Regions from separate parts of the Hordeum vulgare genome. Here region 2 is linked to region 1. A link is a contact called in public Hi-C data. All regions are on one chromosome and are shown on one strand. The core of a region is the stretch at or near the end of the contact, and the rest is flanking DNA. Distances in the headings are between cores, read along the strand shown.

What was found. Hi-C and Micro-C count contacts between places; a contact is called where the count stands out from the background.
Region 2: a Hi-C map of seedling shows a contact between it and region 1, with 2.5 times the contacts expected there. The contact joins two enhancer-like sites. A contact is called at or near these places in 2 of 6 Hi-C or Micro-C datasets (leaf and seedling).

Annotation. Positions count from the first base shown.
Region 1 is chr7H:182,453,376-182,457,791 of MorexV3_pseudomolecules_assembly, forward strand. No RefSeq gene overlaps it. Among protein-coding and RNA genes, the nearest start is that of LOC123408954, 14 kb to the left of the region's middle. Within about 2 kb of position 3,131, at least 3 of the 3 cell types and tissues checked have open chromatin away from gene starts, as enhancers often do. A contact at or near this core is called in leaf and seedling, where this site is marked.
Region 2 is chr7H:182,876,907-182,880,912 of MorexV3_pseudomolecules_assembly, forward strand. No RefSeq gene overlaps it. Among protein-coding and RNA genes, the nearest start is that of LOC123409775, 130 kb to the right of the region's middle. Within about 2 kb of position 2,690, at least 3 of the 3 cell types and tissues checked have open chromatin away from gene starts, as enhancers often do. A contact at or near this core is called in leaf and seedling, where this site is marked.

The DNA of each region.
Region 1 (4,416 bases), core at 1,881-4,380:
TATCTTTCTTAGGATTACCCCAAGTTTGCAGAGTTCCTCAACACACCTATCCAGTACTACCATCAGATGCATCAGATCTTCTCCTTCGGGCTCGCAACTGGCAACCATGTCATGGGGTCAGTTCAGCCGCTGGGCTCGTCGATGCCTCCGATGCTCTCGATGCTGCCCATGCTGCCGATGCCAGAGTATCCAGCCACCGAGGAGTTAGACACCATCCACATTGATGGTCATGAGGAAGGTCAACATGTTCCTGTGCTTGATAGGAAGAGGAAACGATCAAGCTTCATGAAGGAGATGACCGTGTTCAGTAGCATGACTCAGGCAGTGAAAGAGGTGGCCATCGCCATCAGGGTGCACCCTCAGGTCTACGGCGCTGTCATGCACCAAGTTGGCTTCAGCCCAGAGGCTCTCAGGGTGGCGCTCAGCCACCTGCTTGACAATAAATCCCAAGGTGTTGGGTTTGTTGCCATGGGAGAGGCTCACAGGGTGCTCTCGCTAAGGACCCGGCTGGACAAGCACTACTACTAGTGCTACTTTTATTCGTGGCAACGATGTGCATGATCCTTGACGACGAGGAGGTATGTATTGTGTAGTTAGGGCTTGAAAATAATATTATAGTTTGTATATTTTGGTGAGGGTGGTATATACTAACCCCTCATGATGATCACGAATTTGCGGTGGTAGGATTACACCCTTTTTTGGATATGGTGGTAGGATGACACCAATGTAGTGGTAGGTTGAACTTGCTGTGCGGTATGATCATGCATGCTTACTAATGCTCTTATGCTCCATTGCTTGTGTGCTTGTTGCTTCATTGCTTGTTCTTGTAGTGCTTCATTGCTTGTTCCTTCAACTTATTGCTCATTCACACTGCTAGGGCAAGTGGTATGCCGTGTTCGAAGGGAGGGTTTCAGAGGTTTACAGCTCATGTGAAGGTTGCACCAAACAAGTTTAGGGTACAACAACCAAAGTCATAGTGGTTTTAAGGAAGGCAGAAGATGCTTACTCCAAGTATGTGCTAGAGCAGGGATGCAACAAGGTTGAGGTTGCCAAGGTGGATCGTTGTTCAGGCTGAAAAACATCATCATCTTCGTTCAGTTCATCGCCATAGCAGTGTTGTAGTGTTGGTGTGGTGTGTAAGGTGTAGTAGTGGTAAGCTCATCAAATAGAATACAAGATGAGCACAACTCTATGCTCGTATGCAACCAAACAACATGCATTCGTGTGACCACAGCCAATACAGACAACCAAACGCGGAACGAAGAGGCATTGCTACGATATAGGAAGAAAGTACGTAGACAATCAATTAATATGCAGGTGTTTTTTTTGCCTGCATACATTCAGTCAGACCCAACTGAACCAAACATGCAAATGTGCAAAAAAATGCAGACAACCAAACGCGTGGCTGATGATAAACTTGCACGATCAGCTTCTTTTCTGATTCTGCGCTTCAATTTCCGGCAATTGATGTGGTGGTTCGTCACGCTCACGGCTCATCTTGTTGCCTTCTGCATGCCCGCCCCGGGCCCCGGGGAACACAAGTAGACGGCGTGCATTTCTCTTAGGCCCTGTTTGGTTTCAATAAGTCACTTGACTTATAAGTCAGGTGACTTAAAACCAGTGACTTATAAGTCACGCCTGTTTGGTTGTCATCTGACTTATAAGTCACCTTTTCATATAAAAGTGGGTGACTTATAAGTTTTAAGTTGGGGTGGAGCAACTTATGACTTATAAGTTGGGGTGACTTATAAGTTGGATCTGTTTGATAAAATAAATCACTTTTTGCACTTTTCAACTTATAAGTTAGTAACTTATTTGGAACCAAACAGGACCTTAGTTGGACGCTAGCTTCCTTCATATGCACGCTTTTCCTCTTTTTCTTTGTAGCAGGAGAATTGGCAAGGTGTTGGACCATGCATTGCATGGTCAGCTAGCTAATCGATACCGATCGAGACCATGTGACAGGCGTATAACCACAGTAGTTATAGGCTAAGCGCGATATTAGCAGTCGCAGTAGTGGGCATGTGCATACGCGTATCAGCATCGCAACATGCATGCATGCTCCCCCAGCAGCTCAGACCTAACATGCCGCCTCAGCCCAAGCCATAGACCACCTCGGGCAGTGTAGCATGCATATCACCACAGCATACAGCATGGCCAGCTGGAAGTCTTCATCGACAAAACCGTCGCCGTGGCATGTACTCCCAAGTTAATCAACTGTGCTGCAGTACAAGGTTGCTTTGATCGCGGACCGGCGAGCTGTGATCGCATGTTCGCCGCACTAGATTATTGGTTCTTCAGGCCTGGTCCTGGGCGCATTTAGCAATTTCCTGGTACACTGGGCATGTGCTTCCTAGTGATTGTTTACGATGTCGGCAGGAGATCTCGCTTTGGTCCACTACCCAGCAAGTATTTATGCCCCCGCTTTCCAATTGAAAGATTGTCTACTGATCCATTGAAGCTAAATACTTATCACCAATCGTCGAGAGCTGTGGCGACGGAGATCTGAAACGTGGAAAATGAAGTCTCAAGACGTAAGCAAGCTACGCACCGCTGGTTAGTTATGTACGGGGTGTTTGTTTTCAGGGATTTTTTAATGTAGGGATTAAAAAAAGTCTCAAAAAGTCTCATGTGAAACAAACATGAGAGACTTCTAGGGACTAAAAGAAGGTATTTGAGACTATTTGAAGAAGTCCCTATGGAAGGTTTTTTTTGGACTTCTTATCACTTTTTCCAACAATGACCCTACTTTTAGCATGTCATTTAATAACTATTACTACATTACTAAGGGTAATATGGTCTTTTTACCTGTCATTTAATGACCTCTAGGCCTTATTTAGTCCGTGAAAACAAACGGGTAGGGACTAGGGACTAAAAAAAATCTCGGTACTTGTGAAACAAACAGGGTCGTAGCCGGCCGTGATGAGCAAGGACCATCACGCTTCAGCTCGAGCGTTTTGACTTTGACCCGTTCCCATCAGCCAGCTGCATTGTGGCAGTGCTTATCCACCCTGTCATCAACGGGAGGCACATATCTGTGCCTGTGCGGCCGCACAGCCTACGCTTGCGAATCCAGACGCACGAAAATATCCCTTGTGTCAGTCAGGGAAGGCGATCAAGTTGCACCCGGGCCCCCACACGCCCTGCCCCTCCCACGTCAACTTTCCAAGGCTGGACCTGGGACGTACGTACAGACAGTAGGACCTGCCTCTACCCCCACGACCACGAGAAAAAGACGAGCAGATACACATACATAGTACCACGACGACGATGACGACGACGCCGACGCCGACGCCGACGTCGACATGATTGCGCGGGCTCCGACCCGATCCCGTCGCGGCGTGCATGTGGTTCGCAGGATCGAATCGGAAACAAATGGAGCAGGCGCCCGTATGATTGCACGCAGCGCCGCCCCGGCACGGCACAACGGCACGGATGAGAACGCGCCGACGACGCGGGGCCCCGGGTGGGAGAGGGAGAGAGAGCCGTGCCGTGCGGCGGTGCGCCACGCCACCGGCGGCAGCGCGGTCGGCAGGTCACGTTGCTCCCGCGGCCGAACCGGGGCGCGGCCCAGCTGCCCCTGTCCGCCCGACTCGGGCAAACGTCCAAGATTCAATTCCGATCCACAGTGGCCCTGGCTGGCTCCGCTCGCGGTCGTCGTCACGCCGCGCGCCGCGCGGGCTGTGCCACCGGCGGATCCTTATCGGGAGTAGTGCAGCACGGATCAACGGAAAAATATTGGGTGCTGTTCGAGAGCAGACCATTGTCGATGTGAACGACCGAGGAAAGGGCTGTGTAATCGCTGGACGCTGATGCCGTGATGCGAACCCACGATCGATGGTTCCGGGGGTTTCTCTGGATGGGCAGTAGCAGGTAGTCGTGTCAACTGTCGGGGGTCACCCTCGGCGCTCTGTGTGTATGCATGGAGGAAGGTCCCCTGCATCCATCGTGTGGTGCGCGAAGGTAATATTCGTTGGATTGGAACACATTCTGTGCTATTTTACGCAATCGGAAACACCTTTTCTCGTTCGCTAGGGGTCTTTTCTTTGTATAACAGCATGATTAAGAGCAACTTCAACAAGCGCATAAAAGTTTGATGTGTTAAAATAATTTTAATGTGTCACTGTAGCATTTTAGAGTTGCGGAACCAATATTGGTTTACCATATGCTCAAAAACACGCATCGAAAAAACTAACAATACAAATTGTAAAGCGCGCACAATCTGACGCGCGATAGCGCTTTTTATCGCGTGCACAATTTTTTTTAACGCACACATTATTTTACAACATCTGTTGAAGTTGTCCGGCGTCTTAAAAATAAATATTTTAGCGCGCGGAGCAGTTTTTAAACGTGTGTTGGAGATGCTCTAATAATATACTTAATTGTGCAAACCAATCTATGGTTGAAAGGTTTAAG
Region 2 (4,006 bases), core at 1,440-3,939, 420 kb after region 1:
TAGCATGGCTAGATGGCGAGCTTTGGTTGGTTATGATTACTAGCAATGCATGCATCCCATGGACTAGACCTCTTATTGGACTCCCGTGTGCGTCCGGTAGACATGCTTTCACTGAGGGGGTGTTATAACATCCCGGGCCATTCGCAAGAATCGACCAAATGAAAACAGTGATGAAACATAATAGCATAGGATGGGACTAATACTCCTCACCTCGAGTTAGAGAGGAGTGTCGATAGCTTGTAAAACCAGCAAATGAAGTGACGGTAAAGCTGGCAAATGAGGTTTGTTATTAGTGAAACACTAATTTTAAAGTACTAACTTGAGGGAAGGTCCGTTTTTCTTCTTCAAAATTTTCAACATTTATTGAAAAAATCGTGAACAATTTTTCTTAAAGATGCAATAATATTTGAAAATCACGAACAAATTTCCAATTCTAACAAACTTCTAAGACGTGAACAAATATTTTTAAAAGGTGAACATAAGTTTGAAAAATGTGAACAAACTTTTGAAATTCTGAACATTTATTGAATTATTTATATACGATGAACAATTTCGTAATATAAGCAGAATAAATTTCAAAATACACGCTATTTTTTTTGTGATATAGGATGAACAATATTTAAATGCATATTGAAGATATTTGTGATATACAATGAATAAAATATTTAAATACACATTGAACATTTTTGTGATACAGGACAAAGTATTTAAATACACGTTGAGCATTTTTTTGTTATATACCCTGACCAATTTTAAAATACATAATGAATATCTACAAAAATGTTCATAAGTTCAAAATCTGCACGGCTTGAATAAAATCGTACTACAAAAAGAAGATAAAAATATGGTCTCCGTGGCTGGTGAGTCACGATGGCAGGAAGACTGAGGTTGGCTTGTTCTATATGAATAATTTCCAAAGAGCAGTTTTAACATGCTTTCTTTTACTACTTCTTTTTATATGAGAGGTAAGAGTATATAATAGATATAATAGATTTGGACCGTTGATCTCATCATGGGCGGAGCCATGATTTGGGTATAGGGGAGTCAAGCCAACTTAATAAAAACTACGGTGTAAAAACAATCAAATTAAATAAGGTTGAGAAGTTGTACATCACTGTCGTTAACAATTTTAGTAGGTTGCAAACTTGAAGCAAAAAACAAACAAATTAACCTCGATGGTGTTTTGCGATGCTTTTCCTATTAATAACTGCTCAATTGCAATCTTATAATTAGTTATATTATACAAGTTGAACATGTAAATTTTTTGGCATAACAAACTGCAGATAGGAACTCGTCTACGATAATTTGCATCATGATAATTTATAGGACACATAGAAGACATGAACTATTCATAACATCTTGCATCACACAACAAAACAAGCAAAATACAGTATGATTTATAATTTTGACACCGACACCAGATGAGAATTGAAAGAGATTAGAAAATTGTGATGTGTTAACCTTGACCAATTCGTTTGCTGGAGTAGTGAATTAGGTTGCATCGCTGCCGTATGAGGGGATGTTTCTTTACACAGACTCTTTGTTGTAGGGACTAAAAAAAGTCTCTTTTAGTCCCATGTGAAAGAAACAGGACGGACTTTTAGAGACTAAAAGGCGGTACTTGGGACTAAAGAAAGAAGTCCCTATGCAAGGGCCTTTTTGGTACTTCTTTGACACTTTTTCCAACAAAGCCCCTACTTTTAGCATGTAATTTAATAACTTCTAATACATTACTAGAGGTAACATGGTCTTTTTGCATGTCATTTAATAACCTGTAGTCCTAGTTTAGTCCCTGGAAAAAAACAATAGGGACTAGGGACTTTTTTGTTAGGATTAAAAAAAATAGTAAGACTTTTTAAAGAGGAGCCTGAATCAGATGGGCTCGCCGTGCAGGGAGAGCATAGGCGGGAGGGAGCCAAGGGCATGGGACAGCGGCATCGCGCCTAATCACAAGTACCCAACTTCCATGAGATTAGGGCGGAGGCTAATTTGCCAATCCAACTTCGCTCGAGTGTTTGTGATATAAGATGAACAATATGTAAATAGATATTGTGATATACGCCTAACAAAATATTTAAATACAAATAAAACGTTTTTATGATATATGCTCAAGAAAGAATTTAAATACATATTGAACTTTTTGTGATATAAGCTGAACATTTTTAAAATACACAATGGACATTTAAAAATTATGGTGAACATTTTTGTAATATAGGGTAACAATCTGCACTACTTAAATAAAATCTCACTAAAAAAGAAGAGAAGAATATAGTAGTCGCCATGGCTGGTGAGTCAGGATGGCGGGAAGATCGGGGTTGGCTTGTGCTACGTGTGGGTGATCTTGCATTATTACTTTGTTATAAAAAAAATGCGAGGGTTTGCTATTTTTAATCTGGTATATTACTCCGCATTTGATTTTGATTTTTATTTTTGCAAAGAAGCGATGTGATTAACTTAAATGGCATGAATGCTGCAAACGATATACTTTAGAACCTGGGCACATGGAACCGTACCGTAGGAAACATGCGTGATATAAAAAATTATACAGGTACGGACCACGTCCGATCTCGTACTTTTCTAATTCTCGGTCTCCGAGAGCTTCCATGATTGCTGTATAATAATACCAAAATGATAGTAACCCTGTCGTAGCACCAGTACGTGAGGCAGTACTACTAGTAGTCTCTTCTCCTCGTCTCGTTCTAGGGAAAGGAAAAGGCTACACGCACCACAACAATGCACACAGTAAGAAACCCTCCTCTCTAGTCTTGAAATCAAATCAAATTAGTAGCAAGTCCTTTTCGAGCACGTCTGACTGTCCGAGCTTAGAAAACTTGTCCACCCCGTCGCGATCAAAATCCATCACATCCCGAGCAAGATGCCATCCACCTACAATTTACAAAAGGAGCCCGTCCTTGCCCTGAAAAAGAAAGGCGAGTGAACTGTCGTAGGCGTACTTATATATTCACACGAATTTTCTAGGCGAGCGAGCGTGCATCGGCAGTCGACGACTCGTCACATGGACCGGCGTTCCACCGTCGAGCAGAGCTATGCCGTCCCTCGACGGTAGTGGTACGTGCATGGCTCACACGACACATTCTCTGACCGTCTGCATGTGGTAAGATCATCGTGCAGGAGAATACGCAGATTTCGTGTACGCGAGAAAGGGAAACGGAGCAGAAGAGGTGGTCACGGCCCCGTCACATATCTTATCACGAGCAAGGACGGACGGAAGGAAGGACGCTAGTTAGCCAGGGCCATAGTCGCGGGGACACGCGTGCCGTCCGGCCGGGGCAAGCGTACGAGCGCGCGGCCGTGCGGCGACACGGCGCGTGCGGAGGCGGAAAAGAGAAAGGCGTTAGGCGAACGCGGGAAGGAAGGGGAGGAGTCTCGCGCGCGCGCACACGAGAAAAGAAAAGGAAGGGAAGGGTGGGGTGGTACACGACACGAGTACCGGCGGGGTGGCGGTGGTGGTGCCGCCATCGGGAAGCCGGGCGGGGAAAGGAATCCGAAAGAACAAATAATTGAGGCGAGGAGCAGGCACCCGCAGGCGGGACCCGCGGTCGTCCTCGCACGGTCGCACCCTACCCCCACTTCTGCCCCTCGCCCGGTCCTGCCCTTGCGAGCTCCGACCCAAACCCAGTCACACTATTTTGTTGAACATATCGTTCGCTTGAACATTCTCGGTACAGATTTCGTATATAGTTTCTCCGTTCTATTTACTCTGCACATGAGGTTTGTCTAATGTATGTTGAATATATGAATAAATTATTATCAGATTTAATACAAACAAGCATTAAATAAATAAAGACAATAGACATATAGATTAGACTAATCATGAAGACAAGCATAGTAGACGAACGCATGAAGTCTATAGCACACACTAGAAACAAGAATTCTAGGACGAACTCAAGCTCAGGGGACAAAATTGCATACGGTGCAAATGAAGTCAAACCGTCAATGTTAATGTTGTCGCCCATGTCGTTGAGGAAGAGGTTGCCCAGATCGA